Linked DNA regions of Sus scrofa: regions 2 and 3 are each linked to region 1. A link is a contact called in public promoter capture Hi-C data. All regions are on one chromosome and are shown on one strand. Each heading gives the region's core, a stretch centred on a gene start, on an enhancer-like site or on the middle of the called end of the contact. The rest is flanking DNA. Distances are from core to core; before and after follow the strand shown.

Region 1 (4,980 bases), core at 940-3,439:
CACTTTTCCCAAACAGAGTATTAATTGTTATTTATTTTTACTGCCCCAGTCAGTGACAGGGAGTCTTTACTGAGGCTCCACAGCCATGGGGCTCAGGCAGGAGGCTGCCCTGTGGGGGAAGGAAGAGCCCATGGAGAAGGCTTATTCAACTACTTGGGGTACAGGTTGTGGTGGTGGTTACATTTCTTGAGGCAGATGGGGTTGCAGGTGAACACGACACTCTCAGCAGGTCATCTTGTAGCTGTATTTTGGGGTGAGCTGGCTGAGGGAAGTCTTGATGCTGCCACCCTGCAGGCAAAGCCCCAAGTGCAGGTGGACTGTGTGGAAGACAGGCGAGAGTCAGAGAGGGACAGCAGCTGAGCCGGGTTCCAGCACCTCAGTCGCTGGGCAGGGCCCTCTAGTGTCCTGTAGATCAGAGCTTCTCAGGTGTGATGGAGACACCACGTCAGAATCCCTTGGATGGACACACCAGACCAAACCTGCTCCACAGAACCTCCATGTTTACATTCCTCATCCTTATCAGATATGTGATTTGCAAATATTTTCTCTCATTCTCTGGGTTATTTGTTGATAGTCTTTTGCTGCACAAAAGGTTTTAATTTTCATAAAGTCCAGTTTGTCTATTTTTCCTTTCACTGCCTGTCCTTTGGTGTCATACCCAAGAAAACATTGCCAAATTCAGTGTCATGAAGACTTTGCTTTATGTTTTCTTCTGAGAACTTAAAATTTTTAGCTCTTACATTTAGGTCTTTAATCCACCTTGGTTAATTTTTTAATGTGGCATTTAGGTCCATCTTCACTCTTTCCAATAAATGGTTTTTTCAGCACCATTTACTGAAAAGACTGTCTTTATGCAAATCCACACTGTTTTGATTACTGTTGCTTTGATAAGTTTTTAATTCAGTGTGAGTCCCAAACTTTATTCTTTTTCAAGATAGTGACACCATGGGATCCTTAACCCCCTAGGTCACCAGGGAATTCCTCAAGACTGTTTTGGCTATTTGGAATCCATCCCTTGGAATTTCTTATGAATTTTAGGATAGATTTTTATATTTCTGTAAAAATACCATTGGGATTTTGATAGGCATTCCATTGAATCTGTAAATTGCTTTAGTATGAACAAGGGATGTCTATTTATGGCTTTAATTTCCTTCATCAACAATTTGCAGTTTCATTATACAAGTCCTTCTCTCCTTGGTTAATTCCTATGTATTTTATTTTTTAAGGTAATTTTATTTTATTTATTATTAATATTATTTTTGCCTTTTAGGGCTGCATCCATGGCATATGGAGGGTCCCAGGCTAGGAACTAATCAGAGCTACAGCTGCCAGCCTACACCACAGCCACAGCAACGCAGTATCCGAGCTGCATCTGCGACTGCATCTGCGACCTACACCACAGCTCAAACCAACGCTGGATCCTTAACCCACTGAGCGAGGCCAGGGATCGAACCCACAACCTCATGGTTCCTAGTCGGATTCGTTCTGCTGAGCCACTACGGGAACTCCTAAACAGTTCAGTCAATTCCTATACTATTCTGGAGGTTTTAAAAGGTTGAGAAATTTGCAGTCTACGGCCTTGGAGTTAATAAAAGGTTGAGTCTGAAATAAGACTCACGACTATGGGACACTAAGCTCCTGGAATTTCAACACAAAATGTCTCAATGTAATCCAGCCGACTGAAAATACCGTCTAGAGGGCGGACGCAGAACCAGAAAAGTGCTGCGATAACAGTAACTCCACGGGCCGTTTAGCCATTCGTAAAACAAACCAAGGTCTTTTACGCTCCCAGCACGATCAGCCACTGCACCCCGCATCCTCCACCATTCGCTGTAACAACGGGCAAAGCTTCTTGCAACTTCTGACCACGGTCTTAGAAACCAGTCTGGAGCTGCCGATCTACTGCTTCTCTGGAAACGAGGCCAGCGGAAGCACCACTCATCAACAAAACCGCACTTTACAGAAGTGTCTCTGTCCGCACAAGTTTTAAAGTTTCTGAGCCCTCCGGGGGCGGTGTCACTGATCTCGCGAGAAGACGGGTCCGCGGAAGGTACAAACTTCCCCCCTGCTTGCTCCGAGGTTTTGCCTACGCGATAAATTCCGGGGTGGGGGAGTGGCCTTGTGGTGCTGCCTCTAGTCGCTCAGAAATCACCCTCAGTTCTACAAGGAAAGCTAGGTCTCCGACTACTATGGAAGGGCAGCAAGGGCAAGAAAGCCCCGTAACCCTCGCACGTGCCCAGGTCATTTCAAGAAAGGCGAATATGCGGAGGCCGAAGCACTGTACTCCGCTTACATTCGCCAGTGCGCCTGTGCGGGCTCCGAGGGAGCGGCGCCCTGGAGGTAAATATCGCGAGATGTGGGGGTGCGGGGTCTCCGCTAGGTGGGAGTAGCCTGGGTTGTCTGATCTCACCACTCAAGGGTACCTCGGGCATTCGTTTAGTTTCCCGAAGGGCGGTGAAGGGAGTATCCTGGCCCGCGGCCCCTCGCGTTCCTCTGGGACACCCACCGGGGAGTCAGAGCACGGGGGTACCGGCTGCCTTTCAGCTTGAGTGTCTTCATTCCTTGTTACTCTGATCCGGTCTTAGAGCGGATAGCGCTTTTCCAGCTGTCATTTTAACAAGTGGGGTATCTGCGACCTGGTGAGGGCGCGATGCCACGGGTGCCACGCTCGCGCACAAAGTACCGCGACTTCAACCACAGCATCACAGCAGGTGTTTTGTTTTTCACTAATGAAAATAAATTTAGTATGGAAATAGTATAATGGACCTCCAGGTAGCCATCACTGGGCTTAAACATTAGTTCATCCCGGACATAATATTATGCATCCATGGATGTTTCAGGATACATTGTTAGATATTAAGGATTTACAAGGACCTAACCTCGGCATTGGTATCACATATCAAATATCAAATATCCAGCTTTAGAGCTTTCCTGATTGATCCGTAAAATTCTTGCTTTGTTGGTTTGTTTTTAGCTGTTGGTTCCAGTTGGGATGCACATCAAATTCACTGTATAGGGCTCGCCTTCGTTTTTCTGCCTTGCAGTTGATTTGGTGAGGAAACCGAATCATGTGTCCCCAGAGTTTCCCCTATTTCGGATTTGCAGTATTCATCCCCCGATGTCATTTAATAGGGCCCTCTGCCTCCTACATGGCTTGTGAGTTGGTAGTTAAATCCTGAGGTTGACCCAATTCAGATGCAGAGTTGTGGTGAGAGTACTGTTAGAAGTGGTGCTGTGTACTTCCAACAGAGAGCGTGGAATGCCTGTCTTTTTTGTGATGTTAGCAACCTCACCTGCTAATACCTGCTTTCCCAAAGAATCTCAGATTGATGCTTGAAGGTGTAACATTTGCTGTGCTCCAAGTTTTGCTGTGGTTGTTCTTGTTGATGGTGTTGAGTGGTCGGATGAGAAGAGAGAACAAGGAGGGTTTGAATGAACAGCTTTTGACAGTTTCGTGTTGTCTGCATTATCACTCTCCTTTTCCCTCAAGGATTTGACTTTTCTTGACAGGATGTCAGCTTGTCTTATTCCGTTTTTGTTTGTTGTTTTTTTTTTTTTTTTTTTTTTTTTTTTTTTTTTTTGGTCTTTTCTAGGGCCATACCTGAAGCATATAGAGGTTTCCAGGTTAGAGGTGGAATTGGAGCTGTAGCCGTCAGCCTACACCAGGGCCACAGCAACGTGGGATCCGAGTCGCATCTGTGACCTACACCACAGCTCAGGGCAATGCCGATCCTTAACCCCACTGAGCAAGGCCAGGGATCGAACCTGCAATCTCATGGTTCCTAGTCAGATTCATTAACCATTGAGCCACCACGGGAACTCCAGCTTGTCTTATTAGTATGTAGCTTGAGATTCTTCTCCTGTTTGTTAAACTTACATAGGATTAAAGAGAAAATTAAATGACTTTTTCATTTCAATAATACCCTAGAATAATAGTTAATAGAAGTTTTGAAACAAGCAGTAAAATAGTATCACCCCCTGCGCCCCCCCAAAAATTATAACATTTTCTTTTAATATCTAAAAGTGCAGCCTTAGCCATAAACCCAATTTCCAAAAAAGTTAGTAAGCATAGAAAATGTAGTTTTCAGCTCTTGTTTCGAGTTCTAGAAATAAACTTATCTAGTAAGTTTAAATTTTTTTAATTTAAAAATTTTTATTGAAGTGTATTTGCTGTTCAATATGATGTGTACAGTATAGTGCTTGACAGTTTTAAAGCTTATAGTCCATTTGCAGATATTATAAAATACTGGCTATTATAAAATTGTCTAAAATATTGGCCATGTTGTACAATATATTCTTGTAGCCTATTTTATACCTAATATTTTGTACCTCTCGGTCCCCTACCCTTGTGGCTCCCCTCCGCCTTTCCCTCTCCTCAGCGGTAACCATTGGCTTTTTTCTTCTGTGTCTGTGAGTCTGCGTCTTTTTTGTTATAGTCACTAGTGTATTTTTAGATTAATCGAGTAGATTTCAAAAAGGATTCATCCACAGCAGGTATATTGATGCCGTCTAGTCTTGTTATTTTTCCTCCTTGGTGCATCTCAGTCTGAGAGTACAAATTTCTTGGGCGGCAAATGTAATTTCCGGCCCTTACGAGCATTGGGGGAAAAATCGTATATGGTTTAGTAGAAGGTTGCTCAGCATGCCTCTATGAACCTTCTAATTTCCTTATGGTTCTGAAATTCTTCTAGGAGCTCAAGGATAAACTGAATTCAGTCATTTCAAATTTCTTCCTTAAATATATCTTTTAGAGATTGTTTATTTTTAAAATAAGGGTCACTGAATCATTTCGAAACAGTATTCGCGATCTTTGCATGCCTGCCACTCTGAATGGTTTGTAACATTTTCTTTTTTTTTTTTTTTGCTATTTCTTTGGGCCGCTCCCGCGGCATATGGAGGTTCCCAGGCTAGGGGTCGAATCGAGCTGTAGCCACCGGCCTACGCCAGAGCCACAGCAATGCGGGATCCGAGCCGCGTCTG
Region 2 (4,980 bases), core at 1,263-3,762, 500 kb before region 1:
GAGATAACCTATCACTTCAGGGGGTATTGTGTAACCCCCGGAGGATCAGAAGGGAACCCAGGAACCAGGCTTTTAGACAGCCTGGCCCCCACACCAGTGACTAACAAAAAGAAAAAAGCTATCTAAATTTAAAAGGCACAAAGGACAACTTTCCAAGTTCTAAAGAATAGGAAGGAAAGGCCCCATAACAGACTTAGACACAAGAGCTTGAGACATACACACAGTACACATGAGATCAAAGGTGATGGCTCTGGGTCCCTGGGTAACCTCTGGGACTGGGACAGGAGCAACCTGGTCTCCATGGCCACCTGCCCCCCCACATCCTCCAAGGGATTTCATCCCCATTTCTTACCAACTCAACTATAAGAGCAGAGGAGCTGAATTGGTGGGACCTCGCCTAGCGGAGTTCTTACCTTCTCCCCATATTTTTACACATTAAATCACAGGAGCCATTTTATAAATGTCATCATCATAGTCTTTTAATATTTTACATAAAAAACTGTATACACAGCTTATAGAACTTTTATGTAAACATCATAAGCTCACCACTTTGTCATTTGTCAGTTTATTTAAAAAATAAAAAACAAGACAACAATTTAGTAGAAGTACCACTGGGTGGGGAAGGGAAGGGAGAAAGGAGACACGAGGGGCAGGTTCCTTCTCTGTACAGAGATGCAGAGAAAATTTCACACAGCTTTAGAGACTGCCTTGTGGGGGGGGGGAAGGTTTTAGATAGGCCCTAATACTTGTTACTGCCCTTTATCAAAATAGAGTGCACACCTGCACAAATAAAATCGCAAAACAGAACAGTGTTGCCACTTTTTTCAAGAAAAGAAAATTAGTGGTTTCTTCTTCTCCTTGATTTTTAAAAGTTATCATTTTTTTAAAAACATCAGAAGTAGATGAGGTTACAGCGTACAAGTGTGGTCAGAATGCTACTGTCTTATGCAAATGACAAGTGCATTAAGTGTCAAACAATGAAACAATTGTGCAAAGAATTCTTTCCAAAAAAAAAAAAAAACCCAAGTTTTCGCCTTTAAATAAATCAAATAACATCAGTTTCTTGGACTGAACAAATTTCACTTGTAGGACAGGCACAAAGTTCGCTTATGGCAAAAAAACAACCTGCAGCACACTTTCCCTCCTCCTGCCTGTGGCTGATGAGGGGTTCTCCCTGGCTGGCCCGCAGGAGACATGAGTCTGGAAGCTGTGTCCTCTCAGCCCCAAGTCAGTTAGTTGCAAATGTCTTTCCCAGGAGTTGGAAAGATGGCCAAGTCTTGTTCGTGCCTGGATGGACGCCTGACCCAGGCTGGGCCGGAGCTGTTCTCAAGTCCTGTCACTCCACCCACCGCCACCATTAAATAACACCATCCTACCTCCGAAAATAAAATTATATCTATATTTATATAACACCCCATCCACCCCAGCCCTCCCCTCCCGCAGTTCCCGTGGTCTATGTTACAGACAGGGGCATAGCAGGCGCTCGCTGGTTATGGGAGAACATCTGATGATGGGGCGCGGCCGCACCCCGGGGCCAAGCTCGCCTCGGGGTAGCAGAGGCGGGCGTGGGGCAAAAACGGGGCGGGGGGAGTTGAACATACACACAGCCACACCCTCCGAAGAGGCTTGGCTCTTCAGAACAGGGTCTTCGGGGATCCCTTGGCACTCAGCGGGGCGCCCAGGCCTGTGCAACACAGCGGGACGCACACAGACACTTGGAAAGGGGGCGCCCGGTGCCTACCGCGCCGATTCCCGGCGCCAGAGCCACAGCCGCCAGGCCACGGCTGCGGGTCCGGAGGGCAGACGCCAGGCCGTCCGGTGGGGTCCGTGGGGGGGGCGCGGGTCTCCCTTCTCCGGCCTCGTGGGGGACCGGCCGGGGTGGGGGAGCCGTGCCCGCAGGGGCAGGCAGGCGGGCGCGGCCCTCATAGCACCTTGCAGCAGTTGATGCAGCCGTTCTGGGAGCCGTAGCGTTTCTGCAGCGCGGCTCGCGTGGCCGTCTCGAAGACCTCGCGCACGCCCTCCTTGGTCTTGGCAGAGCACTCGAGGTAGTCGTAGGCTTGGATGCGCACGGCCATGGCGCGGCCGTCATCCGTGCGCACGGGTTCCTGCTTCATGCGGGCCAGCTCAGTGCGGACGTGCTCGTCGCTGCGCAGGTCTTTCTTGTTGGCCACCAGGATGATGGGCACGTTGGGGCAGAAGTGCTTCACCTCGGGCACCCACTTCTCGGGGATGTTCTCCAGGGAATCCGGGCTGTCCACCGAGAAGCACATAAGGATCACGTCGGTGTCCGGGTAGGAGAGCGGCCGCAGGCGATCGTAGTCCTCCTGGCCCGCTGTGTCCCACAGCGCCAGCTCCACCTGCTTGCCGTCCACTTCGATGTCGGCCACATAGTTCTCAAAGACTGTGGGCACGTACACCTCAGGGAACTCGTCCTTACTGAACACGATCAGCAGGCACGTCTTGCCGCACGCGCCGTCGCCCACCACCACCAGCTTCTTGCGGATGGCCGCCATGAGCGGGCCGGGCCCGGGCAGCAAGAGGGGGCCCGCGAACGCCTCGCTGCCGTCCCGCTGGCCGCTCACTGCTCACCTCGGGCTGCGCGCTAGGGGCAAGGGTCGCTAGCTGCACCCAGGCCCCGGGGTGGCGCGTTCTCTCGCTGTGCTCAGGAAGCCGCGGCGTGGGCGGTAGGGGCGCGGGAGCATAGGGCGCACCGTACGTCTCCGCGCTGCTCCGGAGCGGTGGCGGCCCTCCTCGCCCCGGATCCGGGGTTGGCGCCTTTGTGCGCAAACGGTGACTAGAGTAGCAGACCCGGCCTAGCTTCCTCCCGGGTCGCTCTAGGCCTCAGCAAAGGTACAGGAAAACGAACGAAAGCAGGCAGACTGCGGTGGCAGATGCAGGCTGCGGCCCTAGCGCCCGCTATTTAAAGAGTTCGGCGACTTTCTTAATATAGCCGCCCAATGGCAAGCGAGCCGACTGAGCTCATCGCTGCGGAGCTTGGCTCTGATTGGCCGTCCGCTGCAGCCCAGGGGCGGGGCCGGGCGAGCTTGATTGACGGCCCAGGCCGCGGGGCTGGGAGAGGCGGCGACCGGGGAGCGTGCGCCGCGGCTGGCGCTGCGGGGCTCCGGCGACACCAGGGTTCCCTCCTTCGCCGCAGCTTCTGCGCGTGGGGCGGGAGGCCAAGAGCTAGCTACCAGGAGCCCGCAGGGCCTGGACGAGAGGTTCAGAAAGAAGCCGCACTTTGTGGGGCGTTAACGACTCCCTCCCACTCAAAATTGCCGCGCTGGCTTCGCAAACTCCCAGCGGGTGGTCGGACCTGTGGGGGACCGAGCGGTTCCTTTAACTTGGTTTTGTTTTTAAGTGAACGCGCGCGCACACACACATTCGTTTGTTCCCAAGCAAGGTCTTTTCCCTTTTCTTTCAGAAGCGGGCCCACCCCTGGTCGAGTCTGCCATCCCTGTCCTTCCACCAGGGTACCCGCCTAGAGCAGCCCGGGGTTTGGATCTTAGAGATGGTGGCTGTAAATTAGGTGACCCTGGGCCGAGCTTCTGGCTCCTCCAAGTCCTATCGCCTACCCCCTTCTCGGCACCCAGCCTAGGTCTTTAGGTAAAGATTCGGAGAAGGAGGGACGGTGAAAAGGGAAGGTCGAGGTTGGTTGCAGAACTTGAGGTCCGCTGGGAAGAAGTTACCAAGCAGAAAAAGGCAGCCTCAGCCCTGGATTTCAAGATTAATTCGGATCCTGGTCATAAGGCAGAGAACTGCCTGAGGTAAACAGTACAATAAAATCCAAATCCCCACCCCCACCCCACTGGGCTAGAAGAGGCTGAGGTCCCCCTGGGGAGTAGCAGGAGAAACTTGAAGGCTGGGACATAGCAAATCAGTGTCTAGTGGGGTGCTAGCTCCTAGTCTCCTGCTATCCACCAGGACTTAATCCATCTCTTCCTTGTATCCTGTAGGAGATGGCACCTGTGTCTGATCTAGAAGCTTCTGAGTGGATGGGTCCCAATGGACAGAAGGGGTGAGAAGAAGGATGGAGGTAGGGAGGGAGGACCACCCAAGGAGGAGGAAGAGCTTGAACCAAAGCAGAGATGTGACAAAGAGTAGGACAGATTCTAGGAACAGAGAATAGCTTACTGGGGCTACCCTCAGTGGAAAGAGAGAGTTGAAACTCAGGAGGCAGGCCAATCATGGAGGACAAGTACCAACTACACAGGTTGGGCCATATCCATTCTAGAGGCAAGGGGATGCTTGTTGGTTTTTCAGCAATGGAGAGACACACTACATCCTGATGAGGTTATTGTCTCATATTTCTGTGTCCCCCTCTGACGAAAAGCTGTTGGAGGGCCTGGATTCTGTCTATCACAGCATCTTGAAGACCCAGCACAATGTCTGACCCTATGCAAGAATCCATAAATGACTGTGGAGAATTGAGCTAAACGCTCATGTACTCAGGTGGAACTTGCTGGGAGTCTCTTACCTCAAACTCCAGACTCTGCTTTACCAACCACCCGATCAAAGCAGGCCAGCCAACTGTAGCGGAGCCACGGTGTTCCCACATATGATTCATATGTTGAGACGTAGGTCCCCAAATGGACACTGCAGATATAACCAGGTCAAATAAGACATGAGTGCCACTAACCCCCGGAATCCATTCTCATTCAAATGACCAGAAGTGCTTCCCACATTGGCTTAGCTCCACTACAATGCCCACTGTTTTTGCTTTTTTATTTTGTTTTTCCAATCTAAGGAACTGGACAGTCCACAAGTAGATAATTTTTCCACAGTGGGAGAGCGTAAGGGTGTTTTGATCATTTGTTTAGGGCTTCAATCCGGAAACTTTTTCTTTTCTTTTAAATTTTAGTTAGTCTGTTAGAAAAATCTTATCTAAATTTTTCTTCCTTTAGTCAAATACCTTTTATAGCTGTATTGTTAACACTGCTTTCCTTCGTCTTAATATAGCTTGGGAATTTGGCTATGTCCTTA
Region 3 (4,980 bases), core at 1,498-3,997, 290 kb before region 1:
TCATTTCTGGGAGTGGCTGTGTTAGCTCTGTTGGCTAGAAACTATACTGGCATCTTGCCACCATCTCGAAGATGGAGCCACAAAGGAGATGACAAAGCCAAAGAGTGGGAAGGGCTTAAGTTCCAGTGCTGTGAGGTTTTTGTTGGTGAGTGGGTAATACAGGCACATGCAATAAATGTCTATTATTCAATACTTGAGGGGAAGCTAGCAGCTGAGGTCGAAAGCATCTTCTAATTTAAAAAATTAGACAAGCAGAAGTTACTGCTCAGCAGTAACGAACACCGACTAGTTTTGTTTGTTTGTTTGTTTTTGTCTTTTTGCCTTTTCTTGGGCCGTTCCCGCGGCATATGGAGGTTCCAGGCTAGGGGTCTAATCCGAGCTGTAGCCGCCTGCCTACGCCAGAGCCACAGCAACGAGGGATCCAAGCCGTGTCTGTGACCTACACCACAACTCATGGCAACACCAGATCCTTAACCCACTGCTCAAGGCCAGGGACGGAACCCGCAACCTTATAGTTCCTAGTAGGATTCGTTAACCACTGTGCCACATCGGGAACTCCCACAAACACCGACTAGTATCTATGAGAATGCGGTTCGATTGCTGACCTCACTTAGTGGGTTAAGGATCTGGTGTTGCCGTGAGCTGTGGTGTGGATTGAAAACATGGCTCAGATCCCTTGATGCTGTGGCGTAGGCAGGCAGCTGCCGCAGTGATTCAACCCCTAGCCTGGGAACTTCCATAGGCTGTATGTGCAGCCCTAAAAAGCAAAATAATAGTAATAATAATAACAACCCATATTAGGAACACAAATCAGAACAAAGGCCTTGCCTTAGTGCCTCCAGATGGGGGGGCTTGAGGGCCCGAGCTCAGCCAGACTTAACTCTTTAGTTGCCAGATCTAAGGAGGTTTGGGGGATCCCAAGGATGGAACCGATGAGTGCAGACAGATTGGCCACAGCAGTGCAAACGGGCTGATGTTCCTGTGGCATTCCACGGGGCCACAGGGGTTTGAGGAGGCCCAGGTCCTGGGTACTATGGGACTTCAAGAGCTTCTGAGAGGGAGAGATTTTCCTGCAGAACCCGGGCTGGGAGAAGAAGCAAGCAGGCCAGCAGTCAGCTGGGTCAAGGCAAACCCTGACCCTCTACCTCCACTCTCAGTGTACGTGTCCTCCTTAGGGCTCCTCCTCTTCCTAATCGGCCCAGATTTACTAAGGCAAATTTACTCAGCTTGAAAGAGTAAATTTCTAAATAAACTGGTCATTTTTATTTTATTTATTTATTTATTTTGGCTGCACCCATGGCATGTGTAAGTTCCCAGGCCAGGGATCAAAACCCTTGAAACCGAGCCATAGCAGTCACAATGCCAGATCCTTAACCCATTGAGCCGCCAGGGAACTCCCTCAACGGGTCATTTTTATAATATAAAGAGGCTCTAACAAATATTCCTTGACCCCAGTTTTCTTTGTTTTGTGGAGGAGAGAAAAGCAAAATTCCAAACTGACCTATGTTTCCTCCATATTGAGTTGAAAGGGCTAGAGAGCTGACTTCAGACTATGAGCCAGCCCCTGGCAAACACCCTCATGGCTTTCTATTCAAAGGGCCCTTTAACCTGTCAGGACGCCCTGAACTCCTTGGAGAGGTCCTGCCTGGTGCCATGCGGTTAGATGATCCTTGAAATCAAGGCCTAAGAGAACTGCTTCAGGCCTTAAGAACCTGCAGGAGGCTCTGCAGGCGGAGATGGGGACGGTGGGTGGGGAAGTCGGTATCTTTGGTCTCCAGGTCCAAGGTCACATTGCAGGCAGGGCCCGGCAGGTTCTTCCCCTTTTCGTTCAAGGCCATTTGCTCTACAGACCTTCCATGGTCTTTGAACACCTACACAGAGGCTCGGGATTGCTGATGGCACCACTGAGGTCTAAGGCCCCTCAGGGAATCACGAAGGAGCAAAAATGCCAGTGGTGCTTCTCAGACCTGCAGGCTGGAAGTCACCTGGGCCCAAGGCTGTTTACTTTTCCTTTTGACTCAGAGAATGAAGAGAGAGGGCACTGCTTTCTATCAAAAGACACTGAAAAGTCCTTTAAAATTTTTTAATTTTTTTAAACAACCCTTCCTGGGCGTGTCCAGCTGTTTAAAGTAAGGCCCCTAGTTTCCAGCACTGGCAGAAGGCCAGCGCATGTGGAAACTAGTGCTGGGGTGTAGGGTGAGAGGGCGCAGAGAGCACCATCCGCAGCCAGGGAAGGGGCCACTGATTTAAGGGCCCATCACTTCGGGCCCCCGCACAGCCTCAGAAAGTGTTCCCGCCCGGATCCGGGAGTCCAGCGCACCTGGAGGGGGCTCGGTGTTCACGCCCAGAGGGCGCTGCAGACTGGCGCCAGCAATCGAGGACCAACTCCCGCCCCTCCCGCCAGTCTCCCGGGCAGAGCCTCAAAACCCTTGGCCAGGGCGGTAGGGGGGTGCGACCAGTCCCCAACCCCCGGGAACACCGGAGCAGCAGAGCCGAAACCCGGGGAACCGCGGCGCGCGGGGACCGTGGCCCTGGGGGTAGGCGAGGCTCGGCTTCCCTGGCGCGGTGCGGAGGCGGGGCTGGGGAGCCGGGCTTGGGGCGTTCCTTGGGGGCCGGGCCTGTGGCTCAGGGGGCGGGGCGGGGTTCTAGGGGGCGGGGCTCTAGGGGGTGGGGACTGGGGCTGGCCCCGAGACCTGGCGAGCTGGGGGTGGGGGGCGAGTTTTTTGCAACGGCTAAGGGCCTGCGGGTTTATTATAAGGCGGAGCTCGGCGGGAGAGGTGCTAGCGGTAGCTGAGCGGAGCCGGAGGAGTCTAGCACCAGAGCGAGGACTGCAGCCAGGGGACCCCGCAGCCCTCGCCTAGGACAGCAGCGCGCTTGGGCATCGCTCAAGGGAGCTGGGCGCAGCGCAACCCGCAGAGCCGACTCGGAGCCTCGCGCAGACGGCTCAGCGCCGCGCACCCCTGACCCGCGCAACCCGCTGCGCTCCCGCCGCTGGTCCGGGCAGCATGAGGCGCGCGGCGTTTTGGCTCTGGCTCTGCGCGCTGGCGCTGCGCCTGCAGCCGGCCCTCCTGGTGAGTGCGGCCGGGGGCTTGGCCGGGAGGTGGCGGGAAGCCGGGGCTGGCGGATCGGCCGATACCGGCGACCGCACGTGGAGGGGGAGGGGAAGCGGGGACTTCCCCTCTTCCCGCGCTAGCAAGGCTGGCGGGGAGACTAGGAGCCCCGAAATCAGGGCTCTTGACCCAACTGCCTCCGCCGTCGGGGAATGGGGGGGGGGGGCCGTGGGTTCCGCAGCTCCGGGAGGAGGCTTGGGGCGTCCCGTGGAGCAGAGCCTGCGCCGGGGCCCCGAGCTCAATTACGTAAAAGGGCTCCAGTGGCGAAAGAGCCAGCCAGCCAGCGGCGGCTCCTGGGGTCGCCGGCTCCCACCCAGTCACCCCGGGCACTGCGGCGGCAGGGCCCCTCGCCGGTGACCCAGGAGGATGCCGAGATCGCGGCTAATACGCCCCGCCCGCGGACCCTAATTCAAACCAGATCGGTCGAGCCGGAGCGCCCGGCCCCTCTGGCAGAGGCAAGTTTGGGAGCAGCGGAATCGGCGCGGGAGCAGGCGGGCGTGTGCACTAAGGAGCCCCAGCCAGGGCTGCGAGGACGACCGGGGCGGGCGGACAGAGGTGGGGTCTCGGCTGTCCGTTGGCTGGCCGAACGGAGCCAGGCCGGGTGTAGCAGGAGGTTCCGGGAAGTTGGCCTCGGAACGCAAGAGACCCGCAGGAACCCAACTTCTGGGCTGTTGAAGTTGTGCTGCCTGCGGAGGGGCGAGAGCCTGCGCTGGGCACGGTCGGGGCGCGCGGGCTGCTTCCACGCGAGTGGACCCGGGAATGGCTTTACCCCTCCCCCGGCCTGGCTTTGTGCTGGAGCAGCGCGGAGGGAAGGCGGGTCCCTTGGCCCGCCCAGTGGAGCTAGAAGAAAAGGGGGACAAACGTGGAGCCCGAAGCTGGGGGGAGGCCGTGGGGTAGAACTCCAGCACCCACCTTTGGAGAGGGGTGGGTCGCCTCTAAAGAGGGATCTGGCCGACAAAGAGATCCGGAGGGTCCCCAGAAAGTGCTCTCCCGCCCCAGCCGCCGTCCGCTGGCCCGCCTTCCCCAAAGGGGGCGCTTTGTTCTCGGCCCCGGTAACCCTTTCCTGGGAACCGCCCCGCGGCTCCAGCCTACTATGGGCTGAGACCTGGGCTGCCGCCAGGTGTCAGCGCTGGCCGCCGGGTGCTCACGTCCACCCCCACAGCCCCCACAGCCGGTGCCCGAGTCCCAGGGTCCTCTCCTCTGCTCCGTGTGAGCCAGGTCGGCCATCCCCGGGGATGGAGAGGGGAGGTGCGGACCGAGGGGGCTCGCCCCCTTCCGGAAGTGGCGGTCTCTCGCTACCACATCTGGACGGCTCACTTCCCCAGCTCTGGCAAAAGGAGGCACGTGGGAGGGCAAGGAGCGGCGGCCGGGGGTGGGTACCCCGGTCCTCCACTTACAGTGTATTTTCCGGCCAAGTCTCTCGGCAACACCAAGCCAACCCTCTGGAAGCAGGTCCCTCTACAATAATAGTAGCTCTAGTTATTGAGAGCCTTGGGGTATTTTACAGGGTCCGGCTCAGGCAAGGTGTTTTTCAGACCGATCTGTGAGGTGCCTTTCTTGCTTCCCAGGTGACTGCTGTGCTTGGAAGCCTTTCGGAGTCTAGGAAAGGGTCCCCGGTGTCTCGTGAATTGCGGATGAGTTGGAGTGTGTGCCTAAGGGGTGCCCTAGCTGGAGGAGCCTTGGGGGCAGATAGGATTTCTGAGCTGGGTCTCCAGGGTGCTCCTGGTTTTCAGGCGCTTTCAAGACATGGGCATCTGGCTTCTCCTTCGCTCGTGAAGGTCGTGTCTTCTGTGGGATACAGATTGCACCTTGAACCAGTAGTTATGCCCCCACTCTCTCCAGGCTCAAGCTGGGGCCTCAGCAATACTTC

The links. Promoter capture Hi-C pulls out the DNA fragments that hold promoters and counts their contacts.
Region 2: a contact with region 1 is called in a promoter capture Hi-C map of fetal liver, with 3 times the contacts expected there. The contact joins the promoter of RHOB here to the promoter of TTC32 in region 1. A contact is called at or near these places in 1 of 5 promoter capture datasets (fetal liver), 2 of 47 Hi-C or Micro-C datasets (embryonic fibroblasts and heart right ventricle) and 1 of 2 datasets of contacts at active chromatin or transcription factors (alveolar macrophages).
Region 3: a promoter capture Hi-C map of fetal liver shows a contact between it and region 1, with 2.7 times the contacts expected there. The contact joins the promoter of SDC1 here to the promoter of TTC32 in region 1. A contact is called at or near these places in 2 of 5 promoter capture datasets (fetal liver and liver) and 4 of 47 Hi-C or Micro-C datasets (alveolar macrophages, embryonic fibroblasts, fetal liver and 1 more).

What each region holds. Positions count from the first base shown.
Region 1 is chr3:118,270,924-118,275,903 of Sscrofa11.1, forward strand. TTC32 (tetratricopeptide repeat protein 32) reads left to right here and starts at 2,190. Exons shown (of 4, transcript XM_003125338.3): 1 at 2,190-2,238; 2 at 2,241-2,340. The coding sequence starts at 2,190. It overlaps WDR35 (WD repeat-containing protein 35), which reads left to right. Exons shown (of 29, transcript XM_021087811.1): 27 at 1-2,340.
Region 2 is chr3:117,772,948-117,777,927 of Sscrofa11.1, forward strand. It overlaps RHOB (ras homolog family member B), which reads right to left and starts at 2,513. Exons shown (of 1, transcript NM_001123189.1): 1 at 1,923-2,513. The coding sequence starts at 2,513. The coding sequence ends at 1,923.
Region 3 is chr3:117,984,838-117,989,817 of Sscrofa11.1, forward strand. It overlaps SDC1 (syndecan 1), which reads left to right and starts at 2,748. Exons shown (of 5, transcript NM_001243190.1): 1 at 2,748-3,071. The coding sequence starts at 3,006.